Linked DNA regions of Mus musculus: regions 1 and 3 are each linked to region 2. Evidence: chromatin contacts called from public promoter capture Hi-C data. All regions are on one chromosome and are shown on one strand. The core of a region is the stretch at or near the end of the contact, and the rest is flanking DNA. Distances in the headings are between cores, read along the strand shown. Region 1 holds the start of Prim1 (DNA primase, p49 subunit). Region 2 holds the start of Lrp1 (low density lipoprotein receptor-related protein 1). Region 3 holds the start of B4galnt1 (beta-1,4-N-acetyl-galactosaminyl transferase 1).

Region 1 (3,293 bases), core at 668-3,167, 390 kb after region 2:
AAATACCCATACTTATAAAATAAATAAATCCTGAAAATATAGAAAACACATTATAGCCCAGAAATATGTATAATGCTGTATGTTATTTAAAATAATAACCAGCCTGGTGGCATACACTAATGATCTCAGCACTTGAAACACAAAGGGAGGAGACTCTCCAATTTGAGGCCAACCTAGGCATCAAAGTGAGACTCTGCCTTTTTTTTTTTTTTTTTTTTTTTTGGATATTTTACTTATTTACATTTTAATGTTATTGCCTTTCTGCAAACCCCCTATCCCATCCCTCCTCCTCCCTGCTTCTATGAGGGTGCTCCACCTACTCCCACCTCCCTGCCTTTGGGGCATCAAGCCTTCACAGGACCAAGGGCCTCTCCTTTCATTGATGCCTGACAAGGCTATCCTCTGCTACATATGCAGCTGGAGACTCAAGTCCCTCCATGTGTATTCTTTGGTTGGTGGTTTAGTCCCGGGAGCTCTGGGAGGTCTGGTTGGTTGCTATTGTTCTTCCTATGAACTTGCAAACCCCTTTAGCTCCCTCAGTCCTTCCCCTAACTCCCCCATTGGGGTCCTCATGCTTTAGTCCGATGGTTGGCTTCAAGTATCTGCCTCTGTATTTGTTAGGCTCTGGCAGAACCTCTCAGGAGACAGCTGTATCAGGCTCCTGTCAGCAAGCACTTCTTGGCATCACCAATAGTGTCTGGGGAAGACTCTGCCTTTTAAAAATGCATATTTAAAAGAGTAAAATGCAAAAATGTCAATGCAAAATTAAACAAACACGACAAAAGAACTCTGACCTATTCTTGCAACCATTGTTCAAAAGAAAATAAGTTATGTCTTGTTTTTTATTGTTTTGTTTTGTTTCTTGAGGCGGGGTCACAGAACTCACTCTATAGAACAGGCCTCAAAAGCATAGATACACCTGCCTCTGCCTCTGGAGCGCTGGAATTTAAAGTCCTGCATAGCCACTGCCCAGCTAAAAACTAAGTTCTTAAGTGTAATTTTACCAAATGGTGCAAGAAATAAACCTCTGTCTGACAGTTTTGCAGAAAATCAAACTGTTCTCCCCAGTGATGGTCTGGTTCAGATAACAACCCCGGAAACAACTGGTCCAAAACATCAATTCACTACTAGTCAACAACTTCACTAATTTTCTTCCAATTTTGTTCCAACAAGAGAAAGTAAAACATGTCTCCCCACTTCCAGTTAGATTACGAACAGACTCCAATCAGAACCACTAGGCGACGGCTCTTTTCCCTGAGCACCCCCAACCCCGTCCCTTTTTATTATTTATTTTCTCTGAAATTCCCACATTCCTGTGAGCCTTTGCATCTGTACTTATGTACCAAAGGTGTAAAATGGTGGTTGGCTCACTTGCCATGGAAAACTCAGACCAAACAGCCGTTGATTTTTCTCATGCGGTCTTCATTTCGAATACTGAATATAGTAACTCTATGACAATTTTTCAAAATCTCTTTATGAGATATTGGTAATATCTCTAAAATATTCATCTTTTGCAAAGGACTTGTTAAAATCTTACTATTGGCCGGGCGGTGGTGGCACACGCCTTTAATTGCACTTGGGAGGCAGAGGCAGGCAGATTTCTGAGTTCAAAGCCAGCCTGGTCTACAAAGTGAATTCCAGGACTATACAGAGAAACCCTGTCTCGGGGGGAAAAAAAGAATCTTGTTATTACTAATCAAAATCAATATGCTAAAGGTCTCTCCTTTTCGGGGACAATCCTGTTGTTAAATGGATAGGTTTTCAGAGCCCGGAAGATGCAGATGGACTCTAAAAGGAGCAGTAGGAGTCGTCTACACCTGCGAGATCTGCAAGAACTACAATTCCCAGCAGTCCCTCCGGCGGCGCAGGTCCATGCGCGCGCAGGGATGGAGGCCTGTCTTGTTCCCGCCAATTCTCGTGTCAGTCCTGTCCGGGTCTAGTTCTTTACTTCATGGAGCCATTTGATCCTGCGGAGCTGCCGGAGCTACTCAAGCTTTATTACCGAAGGCTCTTTCCCTACGCCCAGTACTATCGCTGGCTCAACTATGGCGGAGGTGATGGAGGCTGGGACGGGATGGGTAGCGGGGCTGGGAGCCGTGTGTGAGAATACTTTGGGCGGGATGTCCTAGGAAGAAGAGAGGCACCTTCTTCACCAATGACAGGCAGCGTCCTTGGAATATTTACAGCTCCTGTTTATTGCTCCCTAGCAAATGTGAAATTGTATGCCCCTTCAGATTACAGGCTATCTAGAACAGAGCTGGGCACAGAGCACTCGTTAAAAATATTCCAGAGAGCCTAGTAGCTCATACCTATAATCCTTACATTCTGGAGATTGGGGCATGTGGATTTTCATGAGTTCAAGGCGAGCCAGGGCTACATAGTAAGCTCTAGAGCAACCTATTCTACACAATAAAACCCTGTCGTTTAAAAACTTATGTCAGGCTGGGCGTGGTGGCACACGCAGAGGCAGGCGGATTTCTGAATTCGAGGTCAGCCTGGTCTACAGAGTGAGTTCCAGGACAGCCAGGGCAACACAGAGAAACCCTGTCTCGAAAAACCAAAAAAAAAAAAAAAACAAAAAAAAAACGAACATATGTCTTCCCATTAGTTAAGGTTTTAGTTAAGGTTACATTATGCCCTAAACTGGAGTTAAAATTATTTTGCAGTGACAAAGAATTACTTTCAACACCGTGAATTTTCATTCACACTGAAAGATGATATTTACATTCGCTACCAGTCCTTCAACAACCAGAGTGAACTGGAGAAGGAGATGCAGAAAATGAATCCATATAAGATTGATATAGGCGCAGTATATTCTCACAGAGTAAGGAATCTTTTTTTTCTTTTGTATTTTGTTTGTATCTTTTTTGTGTGTTTATTTTATAAGCCAGAGTGAGTTCTTGCCCCCAAGTTTTGAAGGTAATGTTTTAGAGTGTATTATTGTTGATGAAACGCACCTTTTTTTCAAATTAATTTTAACACTCTATAGACTGAAAATCACTTGGCTGAAAATACCTTGCCTTCTTCCTAGGTTTAGAAGAAAAGGTGAGCATTGGGCTGGAGTGTAGCTCAATTGATAAGAGTGCTTGCCTGGCATGCATGAACGGTTGGATTCCATTCCTAAGAACACATAAACCAGGTGTAATGGGCATTGTCTCTAATCCCAGCATAAAGGAGGGAGAGGCCAGTTTGAAATACATGAGACCATGTCTTTTTTTTTTTTTAAGATTTATTTATTGTTATATGTAAGTACACTGTTGCTGTCTTCAGACACACCAGAAGAGGGCATCAGA
Region 2 (3,341 bases), core at 16-2,515:
ATCTGACGTTTTTCCTCTCATCTTAAAGCTCCCAGGAATTAAGAAGGGAAAGCCAGCCATAAGCGTCACCAGACCCCTCCATCCCTCAACCGGGCTCCTGACTGAGGCCCTCAGCGGGGAGCTGCTCACTTCGGAACCCAGGCAGGCAGCCCAGGATTCTGGACCCGGGCCTCCATGCCTGGGATGCAGGGCTCATTCCACACCCAAACAGGGGGCCCTGCCTATCCCCACCCACAGCTTTCTCGGCCTGCCTGCCCTTTGGCCAGCAGGGCACCCCTAGCCGGCTTTGCCTTCCAGCCTTCAGAGTCCACTGCAAAAGGCCCTCCGCCCCCTTTTGCAGCGGTACACAGCAAATCCGGATTCCTTCACAATTCAGATGGGGGTGGGGGGGCGGGAGGGTGGAGGATGTAGGGGAGGCAGAGGCCCTCCCGTACCAGAGATAGGAAGAGAAGGCCTCTTAATCCCAAGATCAGAAAAAGGGGGAGCCCTCTTTTCCTACCCAGGCCTCTGGTCTTTGTCTGAGCTGGGGGGCCCTGGAAGCATCATTTGTCCCAGGCTCCCATCCCCCAAATCAGACCCCATCCCCGCCCCCAGTCAGGCCTCTGCTGTGTCAGCTGGACTGGGATAACAAAAGGCACCCCCTCCCGCGTCTCCCTTCCCCATCCAGACGCAGGAGTGGGGGTTGGGGAGGGGGAGCCCCCAGGGGTCCATGGGGGCCGCCGGAATCTCACTCACCATCCATAGTGGCCCCGGAGACCAGAGCTGAAAGCAGCGGCAGCAGCAGCAGCAACGGCGGGGTCAGCATGGTGTGGGCCGATGCAAACAGCAGCCCCCACCCTCTGGTCCTGTTACTTCTTGTCCTCGCCCCCCCCAATTGGGGGGTCCCCCTTTATCTTCCTCTCCCCGACTCTTCTATTCTTATCCTTTCCTTAAGCAAAGCGAACCAGGGGCATAGGTGAAATGGTACAGTTCCGAGCCCCCTGGGAAGGGCCTGCTGACGCGGGTGCGCCCCCTGCCCCCAAATTCGAACCCTTCACCCCTGCTTTACTCCTCGCTCCTCTCCCCCTCCCAGGGCGAAGCTCACAGCCCCATCTCGGAGCCGCCTCTGGCTGCAAAAATGCACAATTGGGAGGAGGCGGGGTGGGGGGTGGGGGGCGTGGACCCGATGGGGGTGCCTTGGTAGGGGCCTGATGGAGCACTAGGGGCTCCCCCGTTTCCGCCTCCTCAGTGCACTGGCCTGGAGCTCGCACCGCTGCTCCCCTGACTGAAGTGCCGCGGGGGGGGGGGGTGGGGGGGAGGAGGGAGGGGGGTGTTCAGAGGGGAGAGGGAGGGGACAGGGAGAGGAGGGAAGGAGGGAAGGGGCGGGGAAAGAAAAAAAGAGGTGGGGGGGGGGGGAGAAAGAGCTACGCGGCAATCCTGACAGTGCGCATGCGCTGATTTGGCGCGCTGCCCTGGGGAGGGGGAGTCGGAGGCGCTACAAGCTTTGGAGTTCTGGGAAGCGGTCCGAGAGTGGGAGTCCCCGGGCACCCTGTCCTCTAACTGCGTCTACCTCATCCCAGCGCTCCCTAGAGCCGGTAGAGCCAAGGGTGGGAATGGGGTAAGGGGCAAGGAGAGCTGCGCTCTAGTGCCTCTTTAAAACTCTATGTCACACCCCAGGATTTCAGATCCCCTCAGTGGGGTCCCGAGCCGCTGTCTAGGCGGAGGCCTGATTTCCTTGGGGAAACCCAGACAGTGCCTCCCTAGCCTAGGGTGGGGGCAGGGGTGGCCGGTCCGCCGGGAAGGTGCGGGAAAGGCTGAGCTTTGATTTGGAGACTTTGTAAGAACCGGTCTGGGATTGGGGCCTGCGTCCTCAGGAGGCGGAGTGAAGGAGTGGCCACATGGACCCGCCCCCACCTCGCTCCAGGGCTCAGAGTAAACAGGGACACCCGCGGGGACACGCTGCAGCTTGTCGGCCCGCCTTGGGCTCAGGGATGGAGCCCACCTTAGTACCCGCCCAGCCCTGCTCGCCTGGCACGGGGCGCAGGAGAGGCAGGCTCTGGTTTGGAGAGAGGTGACTCACCAGAGGGTGGGGTTGGGGTAGAGCCATCCCCTTTCGCCCTGAGAGGTCAGGCTCGATTTTTTTTTTGTTTGTTTGTTTTGTTTTTGATACCTTCTGACTGGCCTCCCACCAAGTCAGGGTTTCAGATGCCAAACTACAGGGAGTTGGAATGAAGGACTCCAGAGCTCCGCTACCAGACACCAGTCCTAGGGGGCTGTGTGCTGAGTGCCGGACCTTTGTCCCCAGTCTCAGTCGGTTTGGGAACGGTACTCTGGAGTCCAGAAAGCATCGGGCGGTTCCTAGGGCCGGCGAACGTGCTTCCGGCCACTGCCCTCTTGTGGGCGACGTTTGAAGACTGTAACCCTTAGTGTCTGACTTTCTCTGTGACCTGAAGTGAAAGTTCTGGAAAGCTCAGCAGGCGACATCCCTGGCTAGAGATGAACTTTAAAGACCAGGGACCAGTACACTAACTCCACAGGAGTGACCCCCACACACACTCCAGCCTGTCACTGGCAGAAAATAGACTTGTCCATTAATGACTGAGAGCCTTTCTTCAATGAGAGCTTATGCGGCTCACGGACAGGCTAACTGTATAGTCTCCCAGGCTGGACTCTCAGGATCCATCTTTCCTCCGTCCAGTTTCCAGCCTGTGCTCAAGTAGAGGCCTGATGTCTTTCTTCCTTTTGAAATATACTGAAGGTTTCCTCCTCCTCCTCTTCCTTCTCCTCCTCCTCTTCTTCTTCCTCTTCTTCCTCCTCCTCCTGTTCCTCCTCCTCCTGTTCCTCCTCCTCCTCCTTTTTTTTTTTTTTTTTTTTTTTCTAGCACAGGGTTTCTCTCAGCAGGGGTGGTCTGTTATTCTTTTATCCAGCTTCCATGGCCTAATACAGTGCCAGGCCCAGGCATGGAGTCACTAAATATTTTTAGTGGATGCTCACAGGCTTCTGCTAGGTCTCCACCCAATATTGTGGTCCAAGCAAAATCTGGTTGAAACTGACCTCAGGCAACGTTGACAGGGAAAAAAAAAAAGATATCAATAGCTACCATGCAGCTTGTAGCCTGAGAAGGCTAAGAGCCTGCCGCTTGGCTTACACAGATGAATCTTCTTCCTGACCTTCTCACCTCGCGTCTCTTCCATGGACCTGTCCTGGGTATTTCCGATAACACTCATCCTTTTATTCTTTGTCTCAGTGGCTACCCTTCAAAACAACAACCACATTAAAAAAGAAAAGAAAAGAGAAATGAAGAAAAGAAAAAGGAAGAAAGAAAAAAGAAAGAAAGAAAAGAAAAGAGACGTGGGGCTGGA
Region 3 (3,450 bases), core at 415-2,914, 460 kb before region 2:
AGAGAGAGAGAGAGAGCCTGAGGAGACCAGAAGAGGGCACAAAGTCTCCTAGTGCGCAGTTATGAGCCACTCAACATGGGTGCTTCGAATCAAACTTGGGTCCTCTAGAAGAGGGAGAAAAGCTCTTAACCACTAAGCCATATCCCCCAACCCAACTGTTGGCTTTCTGACAGGGTCTCACTTACTTAGACCAGACCAAACCTGCTAACTCCTCAGCTCCTGACTCCACGGTGTTAAGAAAGGCATGCGCCACGTCGGTTTTGATTCTACCAGTCAAGAATAAGATGACTGCCACAATTTTTGAACAAAATTTGAAGCAAGCTTTAATACTAGCCAGGATGATGGACTCTGGCCAGTCCACTCCAGGGTTCCTAGAAAATGGCCACCAGCTACAATGGCCAGGTGATTATAAAGGGCTAACTCACAGGCTATGCCTTGGTCAGATGGAAGCAAGCATACATCCTGACATACTTCCTCCTACCTACCTCTCAACTCCCTGTGATCCCCTAGAAAAGTGAACGCATGTGGCTTGCTATCTGATACGGGTAACAGCTTCCAGAGAATCGTGGCGTATCTGTCCTCGGGCAGGGAGTTGACCGGTTACAAAGATCATTTTGATTCACGGAGTTCTTGGGCACAGTAATAAAAACCTAACTTTGCATTCTACACCCGATGTCTATCAAGTGTTTTGTAAATAAATTTATTCCTATTTACAATAATATTCTATCTACATGTGGGTCTGTGAAGGGGTATCCAGACGCCCGGGAACTGGAATTATTGTTGTAAGCTGCCATGTGGGTGCTGGGAATTGAACCCAGGTCCTTTGGAAGACCAGCCAGTGCTCTTAACTGCTGAGCCATCTCTCCAGTAAGTGTTTTATATAGACAGGTTTACTAATATTTCCCTTCGCCTCTTGCTTAGGGGATCTCTTCCGACTGTAAAGGAAAAAAAGCCCTTGATTTATTTTAAAGGTTTTGTAATTCTACTTTTAGCATTTGATCTGAAACTTCTGGTTTAAGGGTGGGTTTTCCCTCTTCTCCCCAACACACACACACAGTTCATTCAATATTGCTTATCTACAGCCCCAACCCCCAGACACATTTTTCATTATGTTTTACCTATTTTTCTATTCAATTTTGATCCTTCTGAGAACCACAGGACTTTGTTTCTGGTCAGTGTCGGGAATCAAGCCACCTATGGCCTACTTCACTGTCCATCTGGCCACTTTCTGCGGTTCCTCTTCAAGTCTGTACCAAGAAGCAGTTAGGGGAAGTAGGCCGGCCATTGAGTAACGGCTTGCCTCGGTTGATGGCTGGAATTCGGAGCCAAGAGGTCAGAGAGAGGCCGCTGTCTTTGTTGCTCGTGAGGCAGTGTTCACCTCCAGGGCTGGCTGGTTTTATTTATTTCATCTTCCCCATCCAAGTGTTCCTTGAAATGAGGTTAGACCGCATACTGAACCCAATCGCCCTTCCTGGGGCTACACTGTGAACGAGTGGGGAAATGGCGGGGACCGGGAACTGGCATCTTAGACACCGCGGTTTGGGGACGAAGGGATGTGAAAAGGGGGGACCTTCCCGGGAGGGCTCATCGCCTAAGCAATCTTCTCCGCGTCCGCCAGACGGCGCCGCGGAGCTCGCCATCCCCGCTCAGAGCCCGAGCCTGTGCCGCAGCCAGCCCGGGAGCGGCGCTGCGCTGCGGTGTGAGAGCCGGGCGGAGGCCTGAGCCCTCGGCTGCCTGGGAGCGCGACGCGGTGCCAGGGCTTCCCCGCTTTGTCGCTGGGGCTGGGGCGCGGCGGATTTACGATCCAGTTCACCCCGGCAGGAAACGTTCAGAACCACCCCCGCGCTGCGGTCTACAAAGCCCCGGAGTCCGCAGGCGGGAGGAGTCGGATCCCCGACACTGTCGGGCTCCCTCCCGCCCAGCTCCCGCATCAGGCCGTCGCCGGCCTCATGAGGACCCCCCGGCCGGGGCGGAGAACCGGGCACTGCCCGGACCGCGATCCTGCCGCGGCCTTAGAACGTTAGACAGGTCAGTGCGCTGGCACGCCCGGCGGCCGAGGTGTGGGCAGGAGCGGCGTCCTCCTGGCCTCGCGCATCGTGCCCGTGGCTCAACGAGGCCACCCGAGGGTCACCGAGGCCGGGCACCCGCGAGCGCGGGCGCGACACCGTGCCTTCCCTGACCCGCCAGGTGCAGTACAGCCGCCCCTCCGCAGCACCCTGGCCCGGCTGCTGCCCGTGGGGTGGGGGTGGGGTCCCCGAGGGCTGCGCACCCAAGATACTGCATGTCACCACGGCAAGCCTTGGGTGTATGCGGAAGCCCAGAGGCGAGAGAGAGGCGGAAGAAAGGAGGCCGGGAGACCTTTGGCGTGAGCATGAGGGAAGGGGTGCGCGCCGTGCGGAGCGGAGATGGCTGGCCTTGGGTACCTGCGCGAGCCTCGGAGGCGGCGGGGTCCAGAGTCCCGGCCCTCACGTTCTCTGAGAGCCTGGTCACCTCTCACCCTCCCCCATATCAGGATGCGGCTAGACCGCCGGGCCCTCTATGCGCTAGTCTTGCTGCTCGCCTGCGCCTCGCTGGGTCTCCTGTACTCCAGCACCCGAAACGCGCCAAGTCTCCCGAACCCTCTGGCATTGTGGTCGCCCCCACAAGGTCCCCCGAGACTCGATCTGCTAGACCTTGCCCCTGAGCCTCGCTACGCACACATCCCGGTCAGGATCAAGGAGCAAGTGGTGGGGTGAGTGCGGACCGCGGCGTGGCGGCGGCGACAGCGCAGAACATGCTGGAGGGGGTGGCCGGGGAGCTTTTGTTTCCTCCAGTGCTAGACTCGGACGCTGCTTACTGCTGACTGGTTGGGTGCAGTTATCAGGGAGGTGGAGAGGGCTACCGAAGCTTGAACTGGGGGGGAGACAGGGGCGCGGCAAATCTATCCTCCTCAACCTTGTCGCCGCCACTGGAGTGTGGGAGGATGTACAGGCAAAAGAGCACCCGGAGACTGCCTGCTGTCTTGATTTAGACTTGAGATTCCAGAAGGGTTCCTGGATGGCGGCTACGTAGACATCCTAGTAATTGGCCCTAGTTCGCACCTCTGTAACGCACAGATTTAAGGGATAAGCTGTCTCTCACCTGTGGGCAGAGTTGAGGGATCAAAGTGTGCAGCGCTGTGCGTTTTGTGAGATAAATGGAGCTTAGGTACCTACCTGGACTCTGAAGCCGCTTCTCCTCCCTTTAGGCTGCTGGCTCAGAACAACTGCAGTTGTGAATCCAAGGGAGGAAGCCTTCCCTTGCCCTTTCTGAGACAGGTTCGGGCGGTTGACCTCACTAAAGCCTTTGACGCTGAGGAGCTGAGGGCTGTTTCTGTCGCCAGGGAGCAGGAATACCAGGCCTTCCTTGCAAGGTACCAGTGAGAGAGGAGGATCCAGCTCTTCCCAGGGAGGCCAGTGGTGTCGTAGTGAC

Evidence for each region. Promoter capture Hi-C pulls out the DNA fragments that hold promoters and counts their contacts.
Region 1: a contact with region 2 is called in a promoter capture Hi-C map of neural stem cells. The contact joins the promoter of Prim1 here to the promoter of Lrp1 in region 2. A contact is called at or near these places in 13 of 39 promoter capture datasets (the 3T3-L1 cell line, the C10 cell line, cranial neural crest and 9 more), 1 of 15 datasets of contacts at CTCF or cohesin (the NIH/3T3 cell line), 46 of 484 Hi-C or Micro-C datasets (B cells, the Ba/F3 cell line, CD4 T cells and 28 more), 14 of 115 datasets of contacts at active chromatin or transcription factors (the 230-238 cell line, astrocytes, craniofacial prominence and 9 more) and 3 of 9 other capture datasets (adipose tissue, liver and pancreatic islet).
Region 3: a contact with region 2 is called in a promoter capture Hi-C map of embryonic stem cells, with 12 read pairs. The contact joins the promoter of B4galnt1 here to the promoter of Lrp1 in region 2. A contact is called at or near these places in 3 of 39 promoter capture datasets (embryonic stem cells, pre-B cells and stem cell-derived epiblast-like cells), 2 of 484 Hi-C or Micro-C datasets (both in embryonic stem cells) and 1 of 115 datasets of contacts at active chromatin or transcription factors (pancreatic cancer cells).

The regions. Positions count from the first base shown.
Region 1 is chr10:128,013,298-128,016,590 of GRCm38.p6, forward strand. Prim1 (DNA primase, p49 subunit) reads left to right here and starts at 1,918. Exons shown (of 13, transcript NM_008921.2): 1 at 1,918-2,054; 2 at 2,667-2,824. The coding sequence starts at 1,952.
Region 2 is chr10:127,619,883-127,623,223 of GRCm38.p6, forward strand. Lrp1 (low density lipoprotein receptor-related protein 1) reads right to left here and starts at 1,266. Exons shown (of 89, transcript NM_008512.2): 1 at 736-1,266. The coding sequence starts at 805.
Region 3 is chr10:127,163,492-127,166,941 of GRCm38.p6, forward strand. It overlaps B4galnt1 (beta-1,4-N-acetyl-galactosaminyl transferase 1), which reads left to right and starts at 1,665. Exons shown (of 11, transcript NM_008080.5): 1 at 1,665-2,028; 2 at 2,513-2,731; 3 at 3,227-3,391. The coding sequence starts at 2,514. It overlaps Gm51819 (a long non-coding RNA gene), which reads left to right. Exons shown (of 3, transcript XR_003949045.1): 3 at 174-192.